Regions from separate parts of the Mus musculus genome. Here region 1 is linked to region 2. Evidence: chromatin contacts called from public HiCAR-type data. All regions are on one chromosome and are shown on one strand. Each heading gives the region's core, a stretch centred on a gene start, on an enhancer-like site or on the middle of the called end of the contact. The rest is flanking DNA. Distances are from core to core; before and after follow the strand shown.

Evidence for each region. HiCAR-type assays count read pairs that join an accessible place to other places.
Region 1: a contact with region 2 is called in a HiCAR-type map of astrocytes, with 8 times the contacts expected there. The contact joins two enhancer-like sites. A contact is called at or near these places in 3 of 39 promoter capture datasets (embryonic stem cells, frontonasal cranial neural crest and hippocampal neurons) and 2 of 115 datasets of contacts at active chromatin or transcription factors (astrocytes and embryonic forebrain).

What each region holds. Positions count from the first base shown.
Region 1 is chr4:24,791,279-24,796,387 of GRCm38.p6, forward strand. Klhl32 (kelch-like 32) reads right to left here. Exons shown (of 11, transcript NM_001163020.2): 3 at 1,339-1,519. Among named protein-coding and RNA genes, the nearest start is that of Gm31379, 57 kb to the right of the region's middle. Within about 2 kb of position 1,348, at least 23 of the 459 cell types and tissues checked have an H3K27ac peak or open chromatin away from gene starts, as enhancers often do. A contact at or near this core is called in astrocytes, where this site is marked.
Region 2 is chr4:22,474,174-22,479,445 of GRCm38.p6, forward strand. No RefSeq gene overlaps it. Among named protein-coding and RNA genes, the nearest start is that of Pou3f2, 12 kb to the right of the region's middle. Within about 2 kb of position 2,973, at least 46 of the 459 cell types and tissues checked have an H3K27ac peak or open chromatin away from gene starts, as enhancers often do. A contact at or near this core is called in astrocytes, where this site is marked.

The DNA of each region.
Region 1 (5,109 bases), core at 98-2,597, 2.3 Mb after region 2:
AGGAGAGAGGTGTGCATTCCACTCTAGGGCTCGGTTTGCTGTCTCCATCTAATACAGGGTCCCCACCTAGGAAGCAGCCCTTGCCCCAATTAAGGTAGTTTTTTTTTTCCCCCACCAGCATATCCAAAGACCTATCTCCCAGGAGATTCCAGAGTCTGCCCAGTTGACAACACAGTAAGAGATGGGGGTTGGGGAGAAGGGAGCGATTAGGAGGAGTAAATGAGAATTGAGGGGAAATAACAGGAGGGAGAGACAGATGGTGAAAATAGATGATACATTTAAAAGAACTTGCTTTAGAATACATGGACAACAAGGGAGGAAGAGGACGAGGAGAGGGAGGAGGACGGGGGCAGAGGAGACAACAAAATGGCTCAACAGGTAAAGGACCTTGCTGTACAAGTTTGGCAGCCGGATTTGATCTCCAGACCCCATGTAAAGGTAGATGGAAGGAAAGAATCAACAAAGTTGTCTTCTGGCTTTCACATGAATACCTTGGTATGTGCACCCACACACATCATGCCTGCATCATATATACGCACATGCACACATGCACACATACAATAATAATGTTCTTATTCCACCTCTGTGTGGGCTGTATGTTTCTATGTCTGCATGAATATGGGCACATAATATGGGGATCTGAAGTTGAGGCCAGGAATCTTCTTCAATTTCTCTTCCACTTTACTTTCCCTTTACTCCATCTGAGCTCCACCCAGTACCCACCCACACTTGTATGGCTGCACTTTAACCACTTGGACATCTCCTCAGCCCCCAAATAATAAGTTTCTAAAATTAACAAACAAATGTCAAATGCCAGATATGCAAGTTAAGAACTGTGTTTATTATTTAGTTACTTTCTGAATCCTAAGTATTTACTCTCTAAGATTTTGTTTCCTTATATGTAAAAAATGGCAGCCTTTAATAGCACATGCATTCATTTGTACAAGGTGTTTGCATGATAATTAAATGAAATATAAATATAAAAGACCTCATCCACCCTGGTTATATCAGCACACATCACTCACAGCTGGAAATCAAATTTCAAGTTCTAGGAAAAAAGAACCATATCTTCATATGCCATGCATGTCACTGCCACACCATTCAGTGCTTGTTAAATGTATTAGTCAGATGCAACGGTCTGCTTCTCATTGCAGCCACCCAGCCCAGTCCAGTGAATGTCCCACCAGGGTCCTGGACTCAGTTCTGTCCAGGAAGGTACACAGGTTCTCAACACTTACAAATCTGCCTTCCGCCATGTAGTTGGCTCACGGCCTAGGAAAGATCAGGCTGTCCTCTGTGCACTGACATCCTAAGACAAACACATCCACCTTCACTTACCCGGAAGTAGTCACTGCAGGCTGCTAGGACCGCCTTGTGAGCGTGGAATTTCTGTTCCTCGGCGATCAGGGTCACGTCGCAGAGAATGCCATCACTTCTTTGCTGATTCAGCGCCGCCAGGACCGTGTCATTGTGAGTTTCCGAGTGGCACAGCCTCTGGCCCGTCAGCATTTCTTGAATACTACAAAGGAGAGTAATGAAGCCCTGTTTATGCCTTTCACCGGCTCAGCTTCCTGGGGCTCTCTCACCCGTTGGGCTTTGGGGAGGCTACTTCTAGTGCCCTGTGAGTCTGACCTTCCTGTTCTCAATTTTGCCCTCTCTGTTTTTTGTTTCTTTGTTTTCCTTTACTCTAATTTGTTCCTCTGCCCTATCCTGGGACTTTTTCTCTTGGTAGCTCCCTGGGGTTTTTTATTTTGGTTTTGATTTTGCTAAGGTTTAACTTTGTGAAAGTCTACATGTGTCTGTGAACCTATGAGCCTGTTTCTGAGTTCCTATTTCTTCAGTGTGTGTGTGCAAACCTTGCTTTATGTGTTTAGGTGAGCATACATTCCCACGTGTGGCATCAAACACAGCATCAGTCAGAACTTGGGAAACCACCCACTTCACAACAAATGTCAGAAGACATTCATTTGGAATAAATGGGGCACAGTGGCATAGAGCTGCAATCTCAGCATTCAAGTAGTTGGGAAGCAGAAAATTTCAACACCAAACTTGGCTACATAGTAGAGGTCAACCTGAGCTACACGAGACCTATCTCTGTGGTGGGCAAGGTGTCCTTGTAAATGAAAAAGACTATTAAAAGTTAAAAGTCAAATATCCATTTCCAATGTCTAAGTAACCACTGTACTGGATATATGAGTAGACTATTTTTCTTTTTGCTTTGTGAGATTGCTAAACTCCTATGATGAAGCTTTACCACTTCATTTTCTTCCCCCATCCGAACCTATTTATCCTGTGTCCTTTCAAAAGTCCTACCTGACCTTCAAAGATTTTCTAAAATGAGACAGAAATGATGCCATGAACTCACAACACAAACTGAATTTATACATGTCTATGGACAATTCTAGCTTAGATCATCAAAAATCTCTCTACATTACTCCAAAACCTTACAAGTCCTGGGCTCTGACTAGTGAGCTACGTCATTACTAAATTGCAACCAGAGGATGACAAGGGTGTCTCGCCCTGTGTCCGAACAGTGAACTCCTTTGAAATCTGAGTAAGAATATCTAAGGATGCCTGAGCATGCCCGCTCCCTACCTGACATTTCTGTGCTCTGCTCAGTGCCAGTGTGAAAAAGTGCTATTCAGAGGAGACAAAGTCTTAGCCACACTGTTGCTTTATTTGACAGGGCTCTGCCTTACTTCTGCCAACTGGCTGGTGAATTAGAGTTAAATACAAATCTCTACCTTACAATTAGCCTAATTCTTCCTGGGAAAAGCCGGTGCACTCAGCAGGCTTTATCAAACATTTCATGCTGGGAAGCACCAAAGACCAAACTATGGAAAGAAAATAACTCCAGAGAAAGTGAGGCTACAGGAAGTTCTTGTGGGAAGGTGGAAGGATTATTTTCAGCAGAGTCTGAAAGGCTCACAGCCATTGAATATTCATCTGTGGCTCCCGTGGTAGGCAGGCTTTCAAAACCAGTAACTGAAAGTCACTTTCGGAAGCATAAATAGTTCTTTATACAATTTTCTATGTAACACCTAGAATGCAGATTAATTAGTATCATTAAGGAAAAGACACAAGAATTCCTTATCAGCAAGGGGGAACGCTAGGATAGCCTGAAAAAGCTTTTCTAAAGTGATGACATTTTCATAGTTAGCAATTACATTGCTTACAGTTTTTAGCCAATTATCCTACATGATATATAATTATTAATTAACAATTTAGTCTTCCTAGTAACCCTAAAAGAAGGTACCACTGGCACCTATGTTTTACAGATAAGATTACCAAAATTCTTGATCATGAATTAAAAAAAAGAAAAAAAAAACAATGTTAAGAACAAAATGGTATAACTCTTTTTTCCTGCTTTAATAGAAAAGTTATCTGTAAGAAAGGTCTGCAAAACTTATGCCCAAGGTGACAAAAGGTTCAAAAGCTCCTGTTGAGTTTATATTTATATCATACATAAGTAGACTTGAAATCAACCCTTTTGAGTAATATATGAAAGCACATTTTGCATGCAATAATCACAAAATTATGCAATCATGCTTCAAAGCTGTTTTCTTATGTACTAGGACTAACATTTTGAAACAGAAAATGAGTTTTAGTATTATAACTTTAGAAACTATCTTTTCTCCTCTTTTATGTCACCGTAAATGAATTTTGAAATTTCATTTGTAGTAGACTAAGAGAACATTAAAATACTTGCTTTAGCTGGAGAGATGGCTCAGGGTTTAAGAGCACAGGTTGCGTTTCCAAAGGTCCTGAGTTCAATTCCCAGCAACCACATGGTGGCTCACAACCGTCCATAATGAGGTCTGATGCCCTCTTCTGGTGTGTAGGCATACATGCAGGCAGAACATTTTATACATAATAAATAAATCTTTTTAAAAAATTTAAAAATTAAAAAAACACTTGCTTTAAATTCTTTTCCTATTTCCAAATCTAGTGCATAATCCACATCACTATTAAGCCTGAGCCAGTGTTTGCACTGAGATATCTGTTGGAAGTGAGTAACTCCTGGCGGGAAAAGAGCAACTGTGAACTGCAGCTTGGCAAAGACTGAAGGGCTGCGCTCTGGAACAATAGTGATGCTCCCTGCCTTCCCAGACTTAAGAGCTCAGCTTGGAAGAGTCACCCTTAAAGAACACCATAAGCTGGTATTTAAGACAACACTTGGCAGAAGAGCCTAAATATTTTAGAACCAATATGTTATGAGTTCTTAAAAAGCAAAAATAAATACTCTGGCATTTGGCAAGAATTCAAAGGCCCAGTAATCAACAAGTCTCAACACATCATCCTTGTATTCGCAAAGCAGTCTCCCACTTACCTCTCAGCTACAAAGCTGCAAAAGCCCTCACCTCTGCAAACCTGACAGCACACCTGTGCACAGGACAGCGAGAAGAGGTGAGGCTCACTTCACCTGGCTAATGATCGCAGACTGAGAACAGAAACCGAAGGCTACGGTGTATCAAGCAGACATTAAGGTGGGAGCAGACGGACACTTGTCACTAGCTCCCTCTGCCCTGAGAAGAAATGGCAAACCAGCATATTCACCTCCTAGGTCAGAGCAATGTCTTTTCACTACTGGGAATCAAACAAACAAAGGAAAAACTGCATCAAAAACTTTCCCCATAGCTGGGGAAAGACCTGAGAATGGCTCCACATTTTTCAGGGGAAATTCAGATTTGAGAAGATGCTTAAAACTGGGAAAATTCTTCCATGAAAAAATGGTATGGCTCAAAATCCACAGTTAGTACTGTCTTCTGTGGGAGCCCAAGATCTGCATTACTAAAACAGGTGTCACTAGCAACCTGGGGCTGCTGAACTCTCTCAGTAGGCTAGTGCAAGTTAAGGTGTGCTGTCAAAAATGATATGAAAAAAGGACTCAATATATCTCATTAATACTCTTATACTTAAGACATAAAGCTTAGGCTGTGACTTGGGACACACTGATTTATATGAAATACATCACAGAGATTAATCAGAGCTGTCTCTTCAGTCCTTATTTTAAATGTATCTACTTTAAACTAGACATGCTTCCTGTCATGACTCCATTTCCAAGTCCACCAGCTCACAGGCACCCTGCCAGGTTACTCCAGGCAAGCT
Region 2 (5,272 bases), core at 1,723-4,222:
CCTCTTTCCATTTAATTCATCCAAATGAGGGCATGGTCTCTCCTTTCTATTTTCTCTATTTTTAGCCCCTACAGCTACTGTAGCACCACTATTACACCACATTCACCCTCTTTAAGACTTCCTTGGCTGACCACATAGACTCCAGTGGGCCTTGCCTACCTATTTCCTGGCTAGTCTGGCTTCTGTCACACTTACAACTCATAACCACCACCCTGTACACTATGCCAGCTCTTTTTTTCCCCCAAAGTGTTATTTTCATTGAATCTTCCCTCTGCTATGACTCCTAATTGCCTTTTAAATCTAATTAAAACTTCCTTAAGCCCTCTAGCAGTTGACTCTAGGCACTCTCCCCAGCAGCCTTAAAGTGCAATTCCTGGTTTGTGAGAACCGTACTCACTCTCTCCTTCCGCTTTCCTGCCTCACAGTGGGCCGGCTGCCTCCTATCCTAGCCACACCTATAAAGTGTGGTCCTTATCCTGTTTCATTTGTTTCCTTGTGTAAACCATGCTTAGAGTCACCCCCCCCTTCTGTCTTTGATTATTTCAACTAAGAGTCCCAAACTGTCCTTTAGGTCATGCATGATGGGGTGTGTGCCTACATCACCCATGCCTTGATGGAGCACTCTTGTTAGTTAAGAGGCTCTAACACAATTGCAGGTATGTCCTGCTCTCCTTAGGACTGATGATCTGATCTTTCCCCTACAAATTCAACCTATGTCTAGTGAGCAGGCTTTAGGTCATGTTGGCTCTAAATACTTCAAAAACTCCCGATTCCTGCCTACCATCCTCCGTCCACTGAAGATGGGTTGCTATTGAGGCCTTAGACGTCACAGCCACCCTTCTCTCCTCTGACCCCTTATTTAGTGACCTAGAACCGAGGAACACTGGCTAGGATGCAAGCTGGGGTTCTTGTGTTTTGGGAGCTGATAGGACACCGAGCTCTTCCTGCCAGGGCTGCTTCTGGGTCTCGTCCAAGTGGTTTGGTCATCACCAAGAGCGCTGGATGATGCTGACACGGAGTTCCATCTGTTCCCCCCGGGGATGGGAGTTAGAGTGGACAGGTCCCCTGATCTAGGCTTTCCACATAAGGAGAGAAGAGTCTATCTGGCTCAGCACACCTACCACAAGCATGTGGAGGATTCAGGACCCACTGGCTAAACCTCTAACAGGAGAAAAGCCTTCATTCACTTTTGCCCTAGAATGCTGGCATAGAAGCTTGTGCAGATCCCTCTTGGCCACCCACAACCATTCCAGGGACCAACAAAAGGCCTTGCTCAAGACTTTTCTCAGCCACTTGCAACCAGCACAAAAACCTTCTGGCTCCTGGGACTGTGCTGCCAGGAGGGAAGAACTGTCTCAGACCACCGTCTCTCTTTCCCAGTGGCAGCAGGGACTTCTCCCCTTTGCTCCATACAGGGGTCCCTGGGGAGCAGGGCCTGGTTCCTGAGTAGAACAGTACCTCCCAAGGCTCCCCGTTTAGAACACAGTAGGCTGAGGGCTCCTGTGTGATCCAAACCCAGAGAGCAGAGTGTGACCCATCAGCAGTGTCCACAGTGTTTAAGCTGTTGTTGCGGTCAGTGCTGCTGCTTGCATTGGGTTGGTTTTGCGTGTATAAACCCAGAGTTCTTTTCATAACTGATTCAGGCTGCAATAAAAGATACCAGAGAAGTGTGCAGTTAAAGTTAAGTTGGCTGGCATAAAGAAATGGAATGGTTTGCAGAGTAGCAAGCTAGTTCTCCCTAGAATAATAATAGAGTAGCCACATTTGTTACAGTTACTAGAGTCCGGCGCTGGTGGTTCTAATAATGGTGTTAACCACAACCTCAAGCTTAGGCATTGTAAAAGCAAGTCTAGTGGATGGTGGTCTAAGTAGTCAGAATCAGTAGAGTGTCCCCATATATGAAAATTGAGATGGCTATCTCCACATTTCCTCCTCCTATGCCAGTAGATGCAAAGATGTGTAGCCTTATTTTTAGGTTGAAGGGATTTCTTGCTGGGCCCTCACAGCAGAGGCCTCACTAGAGTTTGAAATGACCACTTTCTATATGAGACTTCCATTTTATTTTGTGCTTCCATGTATGTTATATAAATGCTACTGGAAAATTTAAAGAAGCGCTATTATGCACAGCCTGCACATGAAGAAATGGATTTGGAAGTACCACAGGGCTTCTCAGATGTTTGTTGGCTGATAACTATGGGGAGGGGGAAGGGGTGGAGGAGGGCTGAGGTGCTGTCGCTCAAGCCTATCCAATCCAGTAACCACAAGTTTGAGCTGCCTGCAGTTCCTGTGTATGCATGTCCCCTCCTGACGTGACCTGGGGTAAAGGCAGAGTAAGTGGTGAAAACGGCACACAGTGTGGGAAACGGACTAACTTACTGGCTCCGAAGGAAGCAGACTGAGAGCTCTTTTAGGAATTTGGGAAGTGGATGTTTTCCCCCACTTCAACGGTTCTTTCACAAATGTGTCTCTGTTCAAGCGAACGCCTTAAATAAAATCACCTTTAAACTCGAAACTGAACAAGCCTTCTGTATAAAAAGATGTTCGAGGTCAAATTTTGACTTGGTTAAAATGCTACATTCGTCATTAACCGTGGCTTCCAACTTGATTCTCTGCTTTTGATTCCTACGAGAAGCTGAGAGTTCTCTGATGCACGTAATACTTGATTTTGACAGATAAGTTTGTAGGAGCAAAATATTGGGGTACATCTCTTCCTTCTCATCTTTGTTGCGGTAACTTTTAGTATAAAATGTTCTGTCCTCTCCAGTGAAACTTCAAACCTCTGCTAAGGAGCCCAGACTGGACATTTGGAAACCTTTGTATGAGTCATGCGCGTGGGGTCACCTTCATAACCTTTTCTAGGAGGAATGAGGCCAAGCATGCAGAGAGAGTGGGGAGAAGCACATTCCAGTCTGAAACTCAACTTTTGAACGGATCAGACTGTAAAATCACGAGTAGTTGCAAGTGGATGCCACTTTGGGGCGCCAAAGTTCCATTCGGCTAAAGGCTGCAATCTTGGGGTGAGAGCAGATGTACTGGGGAGGGGGTCTAGGGTGTCCTTTATTCTCCTGTTAAACTATCCTGGGAGACTTTGTTTCATAACAAGTCTGGACATGGGGGAAGAAGACTTTGTTAGAGAGGCCAAAGGAGGGTGTTGGGGGGTGGGGGGGGAGGTAAACTTACAACTGAGGAAAATCTCTTGTGAACTGACTTGGGAGCAAACGGGCCTCTTTGCTTTAGAAAGTCTCCGGTTTCTCAGAGGCCCTTGACCTCTTTTAAAGGAGGCTTATATTTGGGCAGGGTCTTCACTTCCCACTCCCACCCCACCCCCACCTAGACTAGCGACCTTGTTCATTCTGCGGTCCCCCGCGCCCCTTGATGCCTTCTCCCACGTCCGGAGGTCGCTGCTTCCAGGAAACCTGGCTCTCTCCTCCTCCTCAGGGCCACCGCGGGGTTGCGCGTCTCCTCCTGCAGCCCGCGAGGACTCTTCAGCTGGGATAAAGGGCGGCCTCCCCCGCCTGCAGGAGCCCTGGATGCTCAGCCGTCAGCTGCCGGGAGGCGCTGATTTCGTTCCCGCGCGGCCGTCGCTGCCAGGGGGGGGGGGGGGGGAGGCGGAGGGCCGCTGGTAGGGGGTGGGGGGACTGGGGCCCAAGGGCGGGCGGAGCGGGAGGCGGCAGCCTTGGCCAGCAGAAGCTGAGCTGCTGCCCGCCAGTGTTTATTACATCTCAGCCACCCTCAAAGGTTAGGAACGCGCATTTAGAGACACGATAATCCGAGTTTAAATATTAAAAGTAAAATCAGAACCAGTGGAGTATTTACCCAGAGACTGAGCAGACCTCCTTCTGCCAGGGGAGAGGACTTTGAGGAGCCGGCCGCGGGCATCAGCACTTCTTTGCCCCATTGGCACATTCAGGGCAGCAGGGACACTCTTGGGCTGCTTCCCCCGCTGTGGTGAGAGGAGAGAGCCTCAGACTCCTAGCTCTCCCAAGAAGATCGTAGCCTTGCGAGTTCGGTCCAAATCTTTTGCTTTGTCAGATTCTCCTTTTTAAGGGCTTACGGAACTAACACAAAAGGTGGCGAAAAGTGCATTGGATCAATAGCAAAGATTGTTATTTAGATAACGAATTAATCTCCCTGTTATAATACTTTTTTATAGTGAACTTTGTACCCCTTCCCTAAGAAAAAGGAATTTAAAGGGAAAAAAAGAGTCTCAAACAGGATTAAGGTTTTAATTACAACACCCTATCGAAATAGTATGTTTGATGAGCTGATCTTATCAATTTAATAGTCACGTTAAAGCTTCGGAAGTAGATGCACGGGAAATATGCTTAAGGGAGTCTTTTAAAAGTAAATCGCGCCTAAGAAACTGGAAGGCCAGCAGGTCAGAGTCGCTGCATCCAAGAAGGTTTAGGATCCGCATGCCCTACTCGGTCCGTGGGTCCGAGACCCGGGTGCGCATCTGGGATAGGGGACTGGGCCTGGCCTTGGGAGAACACTGAGCTTGAAGGAGGAAACCAACAAATAGGAGAGCTGCCTCTTCCAAGCCGAGGCCCACATCAAAGTTGGGGCCCCATAAGGGCGGTGCAGTTCACTGGGTTTGGGTCAGCCTTATATTCGAGGGGCAAATAAAGTAATTTGAGCATGCATCAATAGTTTTCCATAAAATACGAGCTAAAAGAAGTAATAGAAGTAATCACTGTCTCCTCAAATCAAGTAGAAAACATTTCAATGCACTAATTAGAGTAATTAGAATAATAAGCCTCTGCCTATATGTGGTAAGACAATGTGTACAAACAACTTTATTTAATGTATACTGGTAATCAGCGATGCGTGCCTGCTTGAATGCTTAGCGCAATAAAACTACCCTCCGTCCGCCCAAACAATCAAATACAAATTAGTTTAATGATTGTGCCTGCTGAATGTCTTAGAAATCCACAGGCAGAGGCGAGTAAATAGAAGCATCCCTGTTTGTGTACCACCCTGCCCCGGATAGCCGCAGGGCCTGGGGAGTGACCACAGGCAGACACGGCTGGATCTCCAGGATGCTCCTGAACTCGGGGCAGAGCCGTGCCCTGCTCCGGCACAGACCAGCGCTCCGCGGGAGTCCCTGCAAGTGTGGTTGGTCGCCTTCCCACTACAGTCAGGCAGTCCCCCCCACTAAAGTCCCGCAGCTTTAGGTACCCTTAGTACTCCAGCCCGCCCCGCCCCCACCCACCCCCAATGCCCGCGCGTCCCAAGCGGCCTCCCCTCCCAGAGGTGAAAGAACCCCCAACTC